Regions from separate parts of the Hordeum vulgare genome. Here region 2 is linked to region 1. A link is a contact called in public Hi-C data. All regions are on one chromosome and are shown on one strand. Each heading gives the region's core, a stretch centred on a gene start, on an enhancer-like site or on the middle of the called end of the contact. The rest is flanking DNA. Distances are from core to core; before and after follow the strand shown. Region 1 has its middle 19 kb from the start of LOC123409907. Region 2 holds the start of LOC123410009 (protein SEEDLING PLASTID DEVELOPMENT 1).

Region 1 (5,641 bases), core at 1,807-4,306:
CGCACTGAATCCAATAACCTTGTTCTGTGACAACACGGGTGCCATTGCCTTAGCAAAGGAACCACGGTTTCACAAGAAGACCAGACACATCAAACGACGCTTCAACCTCATCCGCGACTACGTCGAGGGAGATGACGTAAATATATGCAAAGTGCACACGGATCTGAATGTAGCAGACCCGCTGACTAAACCTCTTCCACGACCAAAGCATGATCAACACCAGAACTGTATGGGTGTTAGATTTATTACAATGTAATTCACATGATGATGTGAGGGCTAGATTATTGACTCTAGTGCAAGTGGGAGACTATTGGAATTATGCCATAGAGGCAATAATAAATATAGTTATTATTATAATTCCTGTATCAAGATAATCGTTTATTATCCATGCTATAATTGTATTGAATGAAGACTCATTTACATGTGTGGATACATAGACAAAACACCGTCCCTAGGAAGCCTCTAGTTGGCTAGCCAGTTGATCAAAGATAGTCAGTGTCTTCTGATTATGAACAAAGTGTTGTTGCTTGATAACTGGATCACGTCATTAGGAGAATCACGTGATGGACTAGACCCAAACTAATAGACGTAGCATGTTGATCGTGTCATTTTGTTGCTACTGTTTTCTGCGTGTCAAGTATTTATTCCTATGACCATGAGATCATATAACTCACTGACACCGGAGGAATGCTTTGTGTGTATCAAACGTCGCAACGTAACTGGGTGACTATAAAGATGCTCTACAGGTATCTCCGAAGGTGTTAGTTGAGTTAGTATGGATCAAGACTGGGATTTGTCACTCCGTGTGACGGAGAGGTATCTCGGGGCCCACTCGGTAATACAACATCACACACAAGCCTTGGAAGCAATGTGACTTAGTGAAAGTTGCGGGATCTTGTATTACAGAACGAGTAAAGAGACTTGCCGGTGAACGAGATTGAAATAGGTATGCGGATACTGACGATCGAATCTCGGGCAAGTAACATACCGAAGGACAAAGGGAATGACATACGGGATTATATGAATCCTTGGCACTGAGGTTCAAACGATAAGATCTTCGTAGAATATGTAGGATCCAATATGGGCATCCAGGTCCCGCTATTGGATATTGACCGAGGAGTCTCTCGGGTCATGTCTACATAGTTCTCGAACCCGCAGGGTCTGAACACTTAAGGTTCGACGTTGTTTTATGCGTATTTGAGTTATATGGTTGGTTACCGAATGTTGTTTGGAGTCCCGGATGAGATCACGGACGTCACGAGGGTTTCCGGAATGGTCCGGAAACGAAGATTGATATATAGGATGACCTCATTTGATTACCGGAAGGTTTTCGGAGTTACCGGGAATGTACCGGGAATGACGAATGGGTTCCGGGAGTTCACCGGGGGGGGGGGGGCAACCCACCCCGGGGAAGCCCATAGGCCTTGAGGGTGGCACACCAGCCCTTAGTGGGCTGGTGGGACAGCCCAAAAGGGCCCTATGCGCCTAGGAAAGAAAATCAAAGAGAAAAGAAAAGGAGGAGGTGGGAAGGGAAGGAAGGACTCCCACCCACCAAACCAAGTCCAACTCGGTTTGGGGGGGGGAGCCTTCCCCCTTGGACTCGGCCGACCCCCTTGGGGCTCCTTGAGCCCCAAGGCAAGGTCCCCTCCCTCCCACCTATATATACGGAGGTTTTAGGGCTGATTTGAGATGACTTTTCCACGGCAGCCCGACCACATACCTCCACGGTTTTTCCTCCAGATCGCGTTTCTGCGGAGCTCGGGCGGAGCCCTGCTGAGACAAGGTCATCACCAACCTCCGGAGCGCCGTCACGCTGCCGGAGAACTCTTCTACCTCTCCGTCTCTCTTGCTGGATCAAGAAGGCCGAGATCATCGTCGAGCTGTACGTGTGCTGAACGCGGAGGTGCCGTCCGTTCGGTACTAGATCGTGGGACTGATCGCGGGATTGTTCGCGGGGCGGATCGAGGGACGTGAGGACGTTCCACTACATCAACCGCGTTCACTAACGCTTCTGCTGTACGATCTACAAGGGTACGTAGATCACTCATCCCCTCTCGTAGATGAACATCACCATGATAGGTTTTCGTGCGCGTAGGAAATTTTTTGTTTCCCATGCGACGTTCCCCAACATTCCCTTCCCCTCCGTTGGGAGGGATCGACGCCGTGCGCTGCCGTTCGTTCGACATGGCCTCCCGGAACGTGTAAGGCTCTGATACCAATTGTCAGCCACTCTCCTGATCGTCGCGTGAACTCACTCAGTGCGCTAGAACAAGCTTGAGAGAGAGGTTTGTGCAGCGTAAAACTTGCTGCTTATCTCGTTTTTCTCTTGCTTTATTTATACTCTGGTTACAGGAGGCACTAACAACCCTGAGCACCAGCTACAGACTCGGATCACGATCGAGTCATGGCCGTTGCCATCCCAACGTCCCTCTCCCGTGATCCTACAAACGCGTCACGGACCCCTGCTGCCGCGCCATCCCACGACGGGGTTCGGTGGTGATCCTAAACTCTAGGAAAGCAAAGACTTGCGCCCCACGCCGGTGAACAGGCTCACAGATCGTGAGTTTATTCTACTAAACTTACAACTAGCCTAAAACAGCGCAGGGTTTACCTGGCAATCACTTGTATTTTACAAAAGTGCGGTTTGCCTGTTTGCTTCTTCAGTGCTGGGCATGCTATTCCAACTAACTGAATATGGCATTACGTGAGCTCAGTCAGCTCTGCACGAGAATTATCTGGTTTTTGTTATTGCTTGCAGACGTTGCGCGCCTGAGATGGCCGGTAATCCGTCCAATTTCGCTTCAGTTCCAGCTCCAGGAATAGCACTCTAACAGTTCCTCTTTGAAACGTTGTTGGGACTTCTTGGAACGATACGAGTTTGTGGCAGCGGGGGGCCTCGGCTTCCCACTTGGAAAGAGAGGGACAGGTGGCGCGTCGGAACAGTGCGCTCGGAAAAACGGAACCTTGAACCGGACCAAACAAGAAGAAGAGAGGGGGGAGAAGAAGAGGCCGGAGGCGAGAGTGATGGGTGGGCAGAGTCCCAGAGAGACCAATCCCCAAAAGCTACCCCCTCCTTTCTCCTCCACAGAACACGATTGCCGAGCATCTTCACTCTGCGCTGTGCGTACCTCTTGCTCCTCTGGACTTGGCCCATGGACCGTGCTTCTAGCAATTTTATTCTCTTTTCTTCTTTGAACCTGTGATATTGGAGCAGTGTTGAGAATAAGGATCTCACGGGAATAATGTGCTCGGTTTTCTACGAGTCGAGCCGGATCGCTGCGCCTTGGCCATGGAAATTCATGAGAATAACTTCATGTTCCTTTCCTAACAGTAAGTAACTCTGCATGAGGGCCGTGTGAGTAAGATGCATCTCCATTTCATTTTGCAGGGTAGGGGCATAGAAGACTTAAACTCCTTTTTTTAAAGGAGGATCTCATCCTGCCTCTGCATCATGATGATGTATGCGGCCAAGAAGATTTAAACTCCCGGTGAAGCAAGACTCAAGCATGACGTATTTTTTGAAATACGTGGTCAAAAAATACAGAAGATAACAGAGCATGGATGTAATAACACCGTTCCTTTTTAACAGTAACAGTGACATTATTACTTAACTAATATAGTTCTCCGATAAAATGCATATAAATTGATAGGAAAAATATGATCCTTCAAGCCACAAACCTAAATTGAGAAGAACTTCTCTTCATTTTACTAGGAAGAACAAGATGAAAAACCATCCTTTTCGATTTATATAAACCTTGAAATCCGGAAACATTGTAGGAGCAAAAAGTTTAAGTATTTAAACTTTTCAAGATATCCCCCAATATGCCGATAAATCGATCGATTTATCGCTTAGTAGTGTCTGACCGATAAGATATATTGGCCGATATGCCGATAAATCGGCCGATACGTCGATAAACAAGGCAATTTACCCCTTATCCCGAGTCGATCGATAAGTTTTCGATAAGCGATATCCCCAACGATGGTATTTATATAAAACACAAAAGGATTTACATTTTCATTACATAAATTTTCAATTTAAATTTGTAAGCATTTATATAGATCACAAAACCCCGAAAGATCGAGATCATCTTACAAAGTTTGATTAACTAGGAAAAATGAGATAAAAACCCGACAACTAAAATTTACCTAGCCAATATATAAAGCACCATCAAGTGAAAACATGTGTGTGAATTGCCGCCAAGTCCGTGTCAATCTTACCCTTTATTACCACAAAATGTTCTCCTTCCTCACCCTCATGTGAAATCCTAGGTGGTAGGAACTCGATGCCTACCAGGTCGATCTCTCAGGTGATATGGGTGTGGGGAGGACTGATGAGGTGGAGGAAGCGGGCGACGACGCTGGGGCGCCGTGGTCGAGAGAGGGAGAAGGTTCGGCTGCTAGGGTTAGGGCACTCGCTCCTTCTAGGAGCCGATCAAAATAGATTGATCTTGCTTAATTTTAAAAGATGTCCTTTACATGAGTATATATAACTTCTCTAGGCTAGAAAATATAATAAACTGGGTTAAGACCCTAATACTTTAAGATAAGTGTGTTGGGAACGTTGCATGGGAAACAAAAAATTTCCTACGCACACGCAATACGTATCATGGTGATGTTCATCTATGAGAGGAGATTTCCGATCTACGTACCCTTGTAGATCGCACAACGGTAAGCGTTAAGAAACACGGACGATGTAGTGGAACAGCTTGCGTGATTCAAATCACCGTAGTCGTAATCTTCGTCCCATGATCCGATCTAGCGCCGAACGGACGACACCTCTGCGTTCAGCACACGTACAACGCGACGATGATCTCGGCCTTCTTGATCCAGCAAGAGAGACGGAGAGGTAGATGAGTTCTCCGGCAGCGTGACGACGCTCCGGAGGTTGGTGATGATCTATTCCAGCAGGGCTCCGCCCGAGCTCCGCAGAAATACGATCTAGAGGAAAAACCGTGGAGTTTGTGGTCGGGCTGCCGTGGCAAAAGTTGTCTCAAATCATCCCTAAAACTCCACAATATATAGGGGGAGAGGTGGGGAGACTTGCCTTGAGGGCCAAGTCCCTCTTGGTGCGCCGGCCAAGGAGGTGGAGGAGTCCTCCTCCAATCCTAGTCCAACTAGGATGGGAAAGTGGAGTCCTTCTCCACCTTACCACCTTTCCTTTTTTTTCTCTTGGTTTTTTCTCCTTGTGGCGCCTAGCCTCTCTTGGGCTGTCCCACCAACCCACTAAGGGCTGGTGCGCCTGTTGGGGAACGTTGCACAGGAAACAAATATTTTCCTACGCACACGCAATACCTACGAGAGGAGATTTCCGATCTACGTACCCTTGTAGATCGCACAGCGGTAAGCGTTAAGAAACGCGGACGATGTAGTGGAACAACTTGTGTGATTCAAATAACCGTAGTCGTACTCTTCGTCCCATGATCCGATCTAGTGCCCAACAGATGGCACCTCCGCGTTCAGCACACGTACAGCGCGACGATGATCTCGGCCTTCTTGATCCAGGAAGAGAGACGGAGAGGTAGATGAGTTCTCCGGCAGCGTGACGGCGCTCCGGAGGTTGGTGACGATCTATTCCAGCAGGGCTCCGCCCGAGGTCCGCAGAAATACGATCTAGAGGAAAACCGTGGAGTTTGTGGTCGGG
Region 2 (5,641 bases), core at 1,368-3,867, 97 kb after region 1:
CAGTCCGAGTTTATAAGTATCTAGTAGCTCACAAGCATACCCAGGTATTTGATGGGGGAAAGTACCTATGTCACAATTGAACACGTTCGCTTATTCTCTAATCACATTTTCATCACCACCAATAGTAAAGATTTCACTCTTTTGAAAGTTCACTTTTAAGTCCTGAGATCATCTCAAACATATAAACCGATAACTTTAGGTTAACTGCCTTGTCAATATCATGCTCCAAGCATATGATTGTATCATACGCATATTGCAGCACAGCCACCCCATGGGGATAAGGTCAGGTGCTAGGCTAACCAACATTTTTTTCCTGTGCATTAGTAATCATTTTAGCGAGACAATCAACAACTAGGTTAAACAGAAACGAAGACTGAGGGTCACCCTGATGAAGACCTTTAGCACTTTGGAAGTATGCCCCTACGCAATTGTTAAGTTTAATACTCACAGTGCCATTTTGGGCAGCCACACCAAGTATCACTAAAACCCCGAATTTTGTGACACTCAAGCAAGAATTCCGAGTTAACCTTATCGTAAGCCTTCTCAAAGTCGAGTTTCAACACAATCCCCACCCTTTTCTTCACATGCGTATAGTTTAAGATCTCATGAGAAAGAACACCATCCATAATGTTCCTCCCTTTCATAAATGCATTTTGGCAAAAACTGGTCAGTTTACCAGCATACCTCTCCGCGCGCCTACCCAATACTTTAGTGATCAGTTTATACAGGCATCTCAACAAATAGATAGGTCTGAATTGTTGGATCTTATCCACATTTGAAGTTTTTGGCAAGAGCATAATAACATCATAGTTAATATGCCGCACATCCAAAACCCCTTTATGAAAATGGGTAAAAAGGGACATAATATCATCTTTTACTATGTCCCAACATGACTGATAAACTTCCACCGGAATGTTGTTCTCTGGTGCACTATTAGAAGCCATAGCAAAAAGGATTCATTCACTTCTATTTTCGTGAACTCACGAAAAAGGTCATTATTATCTTTAGAATTTAAATTTTGTATCATATGACCATGTATTAGGATCTAGATGGAAAATGTTTCGAGGTGCAAGACCATATAAGGTCTTATAATATTATCTTGCATGCTCAATCAGGTTATCAATACCTTCTATTTCAACATCCCTAGATTTCAGGGAATTAATTGTATTCTTCCTTTTGCGCCCATTAGCTATCTTATGATAGTAATCAGTGCTCAAGTCACCGTTGAACAACCATCGTTCATAAGATTGTTGTAACCAGAACATCTCCTCGTTTACTGGCAGCTCATGTATTTCAAAGTTAATATTAATTTTCCTATTGTATAGATCAGGGGTCAAAGGACCCTCTTCCTCTGACTCTTCCAACATAGCTAATTCCACTCTAAGATCCTCCTTCTTTTTCTTATCATGCCTAAATTTTTTTGATCCCCACCTTTTGAAATAGGTCTTAAACCTCTTCAACTTGATATTCACGGTATCAATGGGGTCTAGGGAGTTGACTTTTCCGGATCAGATTTTCTCAACAATGGGTAGGAATTTTTCATCTTTAACCCAAGTAAGATCGAAACGAAACTCACTAGGTTTAGGAGCTTCATGCCCATGTTCACCCGAGGATAGCATGCAGTAGAGGGTTAAGGTTAGAAAGCTCACGCACCAATTTCCTGAGAGAGACTAGAGGGAACAAGTCTTCCCAACTCTCATACATGAGAATGTGGTCCATCTTTTCCAAAGTAGGGTGGGCCTAATTGTTATTCCAGATGTATTCCCCCCACTTATATGAATCTCTATGAGAGCTAGGGTATTGATGATGGAATTAAAAAGGTCATTAGACTTACTACTAACCATATTCTTGTTCTTCTCACCACAATGCCTAAGAATATTTAAGTCCCCGTCCACAATATATGTCATGGTCATGTTGCTACACATTGCAGCAAGTTCCACGAGGAACTCCTCTTTGGGCAGACCCATAAACAACCAGCAAGCCCCAATTTTTTTAATGTCCCGCCCACCCAGCTGCAAGATGTACTTACCCTTGGTACATGAAATAATTTATAAGGTGTTTTGTCTCACACCGTAAAGGATACCCCCCCCCCCCCCCCCCGACTTTTCGGTAGATGGGATCCATTCTCATTTGAACAGGACATGAGGATCAATTCTTCTAAAACACCTCACGGTGAAATATTATTTTAACTATGAACGATGATGAACTTGTGTCGGTAGAAATTTGATGCAAATTGGTATCTAAATGTTGAAATGCGGCTGTACATTAGCCGTGTCGGCTGGTCACCGGTTTTACATCTCTATTTTGCATCACCTACTGAAGTTGCACCTTTACATCTGCATCTTGCATCATCTGTTGAAGTTGCCTTTTTTTTCAGATTTGTAAAAAGCATTTATTTTTAAGATGTAAATTATACCTCTCCTGTTTTTACACCTTCAAATTTGCATTCTTTTTTTGAAACCAAATTTTTTTTGCATTCTTGATCCTCTAACAAGGTGGATATCCGGTGTTTGCAGAGTACTAGCATATGCCGCACGACTGAGCGACCACAGCGGTCCATGGGCGTGGTCTATCGCTCCATCTCGCAAGGCGGGAGGAAGGTTAACGGCCAAGAAGAGGCCCCCGCCTTTTCCAACACTCTTCCTGCTCCACGCCTGACCACTCCACCTCCAGCCGCAGTATTCCCCGGAATCTTCCTTCCTCCGCCTCCGATTCCCCTCCTCCTCTGCTCCCACCTCCACCCCCGCCGAGCTCCCCGCCCGCCACCTGTTCGACCAAACGCCCCGCCCCTTCCTACATATACGCGCGCGCCATTCCACCCTTGCTCCCGCCAATCACCCGGCGACCGCGACGCGACCGACCGGCACGATGCTCAAGGTGCTGAACCCCACCCCGATCCGGCTCCGCCCGGCGTGCCGCGCATCCTCCTCGGCGGGGTGCGCGCGCGCGGCGCGGCGCGGTGGGCCGCCGCGGCGGGCGGTCCCGCAGCAGCAGCCGCCCGTGCGCCGGCCGTCCGGCGACCGGTGCGTGCCGTGGCGCGGCGCGGCGCCCTCGGGCCCCGCCTCGCCGTCCGTGTCCCCGGCAGTCGCCACCCCGGCGCCCGAGGCGCGGGCCGGGGCCAGGGGTGAGATGGAGGCGTTCCTCGAGGTGGTGCCGGCGAGGATGCGGCGGGAGCTCGCGCTGCACCCGGAGGTCTGGGACCTGGTGGAGGTCGTCATGGACCTCGGCCGCCGCCCGCTCGCGCGGTTCCCCTCCGGGGACTGGGTCATCTCCGACCAGCCCGTCACCGCCGACGACCTCCGCCAGGCCGTCTCCAAGGTGCCGTCATGTCGTCAACCTTTCTTTCTTTGATTACCAGTACCACCGTGATGCCCGCGACTGCGATCCCCCAAAATTGGCTTGGCTCTGTTGCAGTAACAATACTTTTACTGTAGTGTGAAAGTTGCTTCTGTGGAGATGCTTGCTTTCCTCATCTGGGAGATCCCCAATACTACTGTAGTATGAAAGTTGCTTCTGTGGAGCTGGAGATGCTAGTTTTGCTCACTTGGAAGATCGGTTCCTCTCTTTGCAGGTGGGCAATTTCTCCGAGGACAACCGATCCGGGATCAACCACTCGTTGCACCGGATCAGCGCCATCCGGAACCGCAAGGCTCACATAATTGGCCTCACTTGCCGTGTCGGACGGGCTATATCGGGCAGCGCGGAGATGATCCGTGATCTGGTGGTGGGAGGCGGCTCCATATTGGTGATTGGACCCCCTGGAGTAGGGAAGACCACTCTGATCAGGTACATCACCTACAAACGTAAAAGTGGAACTTCAGTTCTTTGATCAGCGGTGTTTGTCATCATGTAATGCTAATGCATGTTACGTGAATATTAACTCAGTAACATGGCTGAGAAGACCAAAGATATATAAATCGGTGCGTGTTGCAATCTGATGCTAACAATTTCAAATGCTTTCAATAATACAGGGAAATAGCTAGAATCCTGGCAGATGAGGGTAACAAACGTGTGATCATAGTGGACACATCTAATGAAATAGGAGGTGATGGGGATGTACCTCACTCCGGCATTGGGCGCTCTAGGAGAATGCAAGTTCCTAAAGTTACGATGCAGCATAACGTAGGTTCTCATTATTCTTTCATATGGTTCATATATAGTTGCAGAATCTTCTAGAGTGTCTTTGTTTAATACCTTACTGTTGGATGCTTGATGATACATATGAAACATTGTTTGTGTAGGTGATGATTGAGGCTGTTGAAAATCACATGCCGGAAGTTATTGTGATCGATGAGATTGGTACAGAACTTGAAGCAATGGCAGCCAGCACCATTGCTCAAAGAGGCGTTCAACTTGTTGGAACTGCTCATGGGGTGACAATTGACAGCATAATTAAGAACCCTTGCTTGCAAATGCTTGTTGGTGGGATTGAGGTGAACTTATTTTCTTTTCTGCTAGCTGTCCTCCAACAGTTTCTCTTATGTTCTTGAAGCTTAGCATCTTCCTGAACATCAGATTAAGGCGCAATAGTCAACCAGTCGATCCGGAAGCTTGTTATAGTTATCCTAATGTTGTTTTTAGATTCCAAAAGACATGAGAACTGGGTTTTCCAAGCACAGTGGTGTCTCTGTGTCGACCTGAGTTTGATCCTTCTCGGGCGGATCAAGCGTTGTTGATTTATTATGTGGGGGTCAAACCGGTGTATCTCATTGTCTTCCTAAATACCCCGCGAGGTTCCATGCCTTGGTGGTGTATTTTACATTCGAAAGGATAGTAATATTTGTTTTCAGATAACCATCCAATATTGAGTTCAAATAAAATTTGGGGCTGTAGATTATTTTAATAATATTTCAACACCAAGAATGACTAGAATAGTTTATTAGTATGACACACATTTGAGTATGCATCAAGAAAAAAAGAACTACTTATTAGTGAAATAACAATGTAAGTTCGTTATACAGAGTGTGACTCTTGGAGATGAAGAGGCAAAGAAGCGGAAAGTTCAAAAAACAATTCTTGAGAGAAAAGGGCCCCCAACATTTTCATGTGCTGTTGAGATGGTATCTAAGACTGAATGTCGAGTGCACTACAAGTTAGAATCTACAGTTGATGCTATTCTTGCAGGTAACTGACTAGTTCACAGTAAAGATCTTCACAGTCAACTCCTAGCACATACTCATTACTCATTAGAAGGATCTGTAGATATCTTCTGGTTTCTGAATTAAGTTTCCATCTCTTTGGTACAGGGAAGCCTCCTAAGTTTGAAGCTCGCATGATGAATAGCAAGGCCGCCGAGTCAGGAGGATCTTTGGTGATATCTGAAAGAGTGTCTGAATCAGAACACTTACCTGCGTATCAGGAAGATCTGGTCACCAGGGCGGTCACACCAGAAGATAAATTCGCCGATGATTTTGGTTCCTCCAGGCAAACAAACAACAGCATCCCATCAGGCGATAATGTCAATGGTGATTTTGGTTATGCAAAGAAAACAAAAGGCAAAACATATGTGGCTGGAAGGCCTCCAGTACGTGTTTACACTTACCAGGTAAGTGGAGATACAAATGATGTTTCTCTAGATTATAAATTTGTGCAATTATAATATTATATACATTGATGCTGTGTGCCTTAGTACCTGGATGAA

The links. Hi-C and Micro-C count contacts between places; a contact is called where the count stands out from the background.
Region 2: a Hi-C map of seedling shows a contact between it and region 1, with 2.6 times the contacts expected there. The contact joins the promoter of LOC123410009 here to the enhancer-like site in region 1. A contact is called at or near these places in 2 of 6 Hi-C or Micro-C datasets (leaf and seedling).

The regions. Positions count from the first base shown.
Region 1 is chr1H:38,499,410-38,505,050 of MorexV3_pseudomolecules_assembly, forward strand. No RefSeq gene overlaps it. Among protein-coding and RNA genes, the nearest start is that of LOC123409907, 19 kb to the left of the region's middle. Within about 2 kb of position 3,057, at least 3 of the 3 cell types and tissues checked have open chromatin away from gene starts, as enhancers often do. A contact at or near this core is called in leaf and seedling, where this site is marked.
Region 2 is chr1H:38,596,469-38,602,109 of MorexV3_pseudomolecules_assembly, forward strand. LOC123410009 (protein SEEDLING PLASTID DEVELOPMENT 1) reads left to right here and starts at 2,618. Exons shown (of 9, transcript XM_045102917.1): 1 at 2,618-3,318; 2 at 3,572-3,786; 3 at 3,972-4,122; 4 at 4,242-4,433; 5 at 4,962-5,124; 6 at 5,247-5,545. The coding sequence starts at 2,869.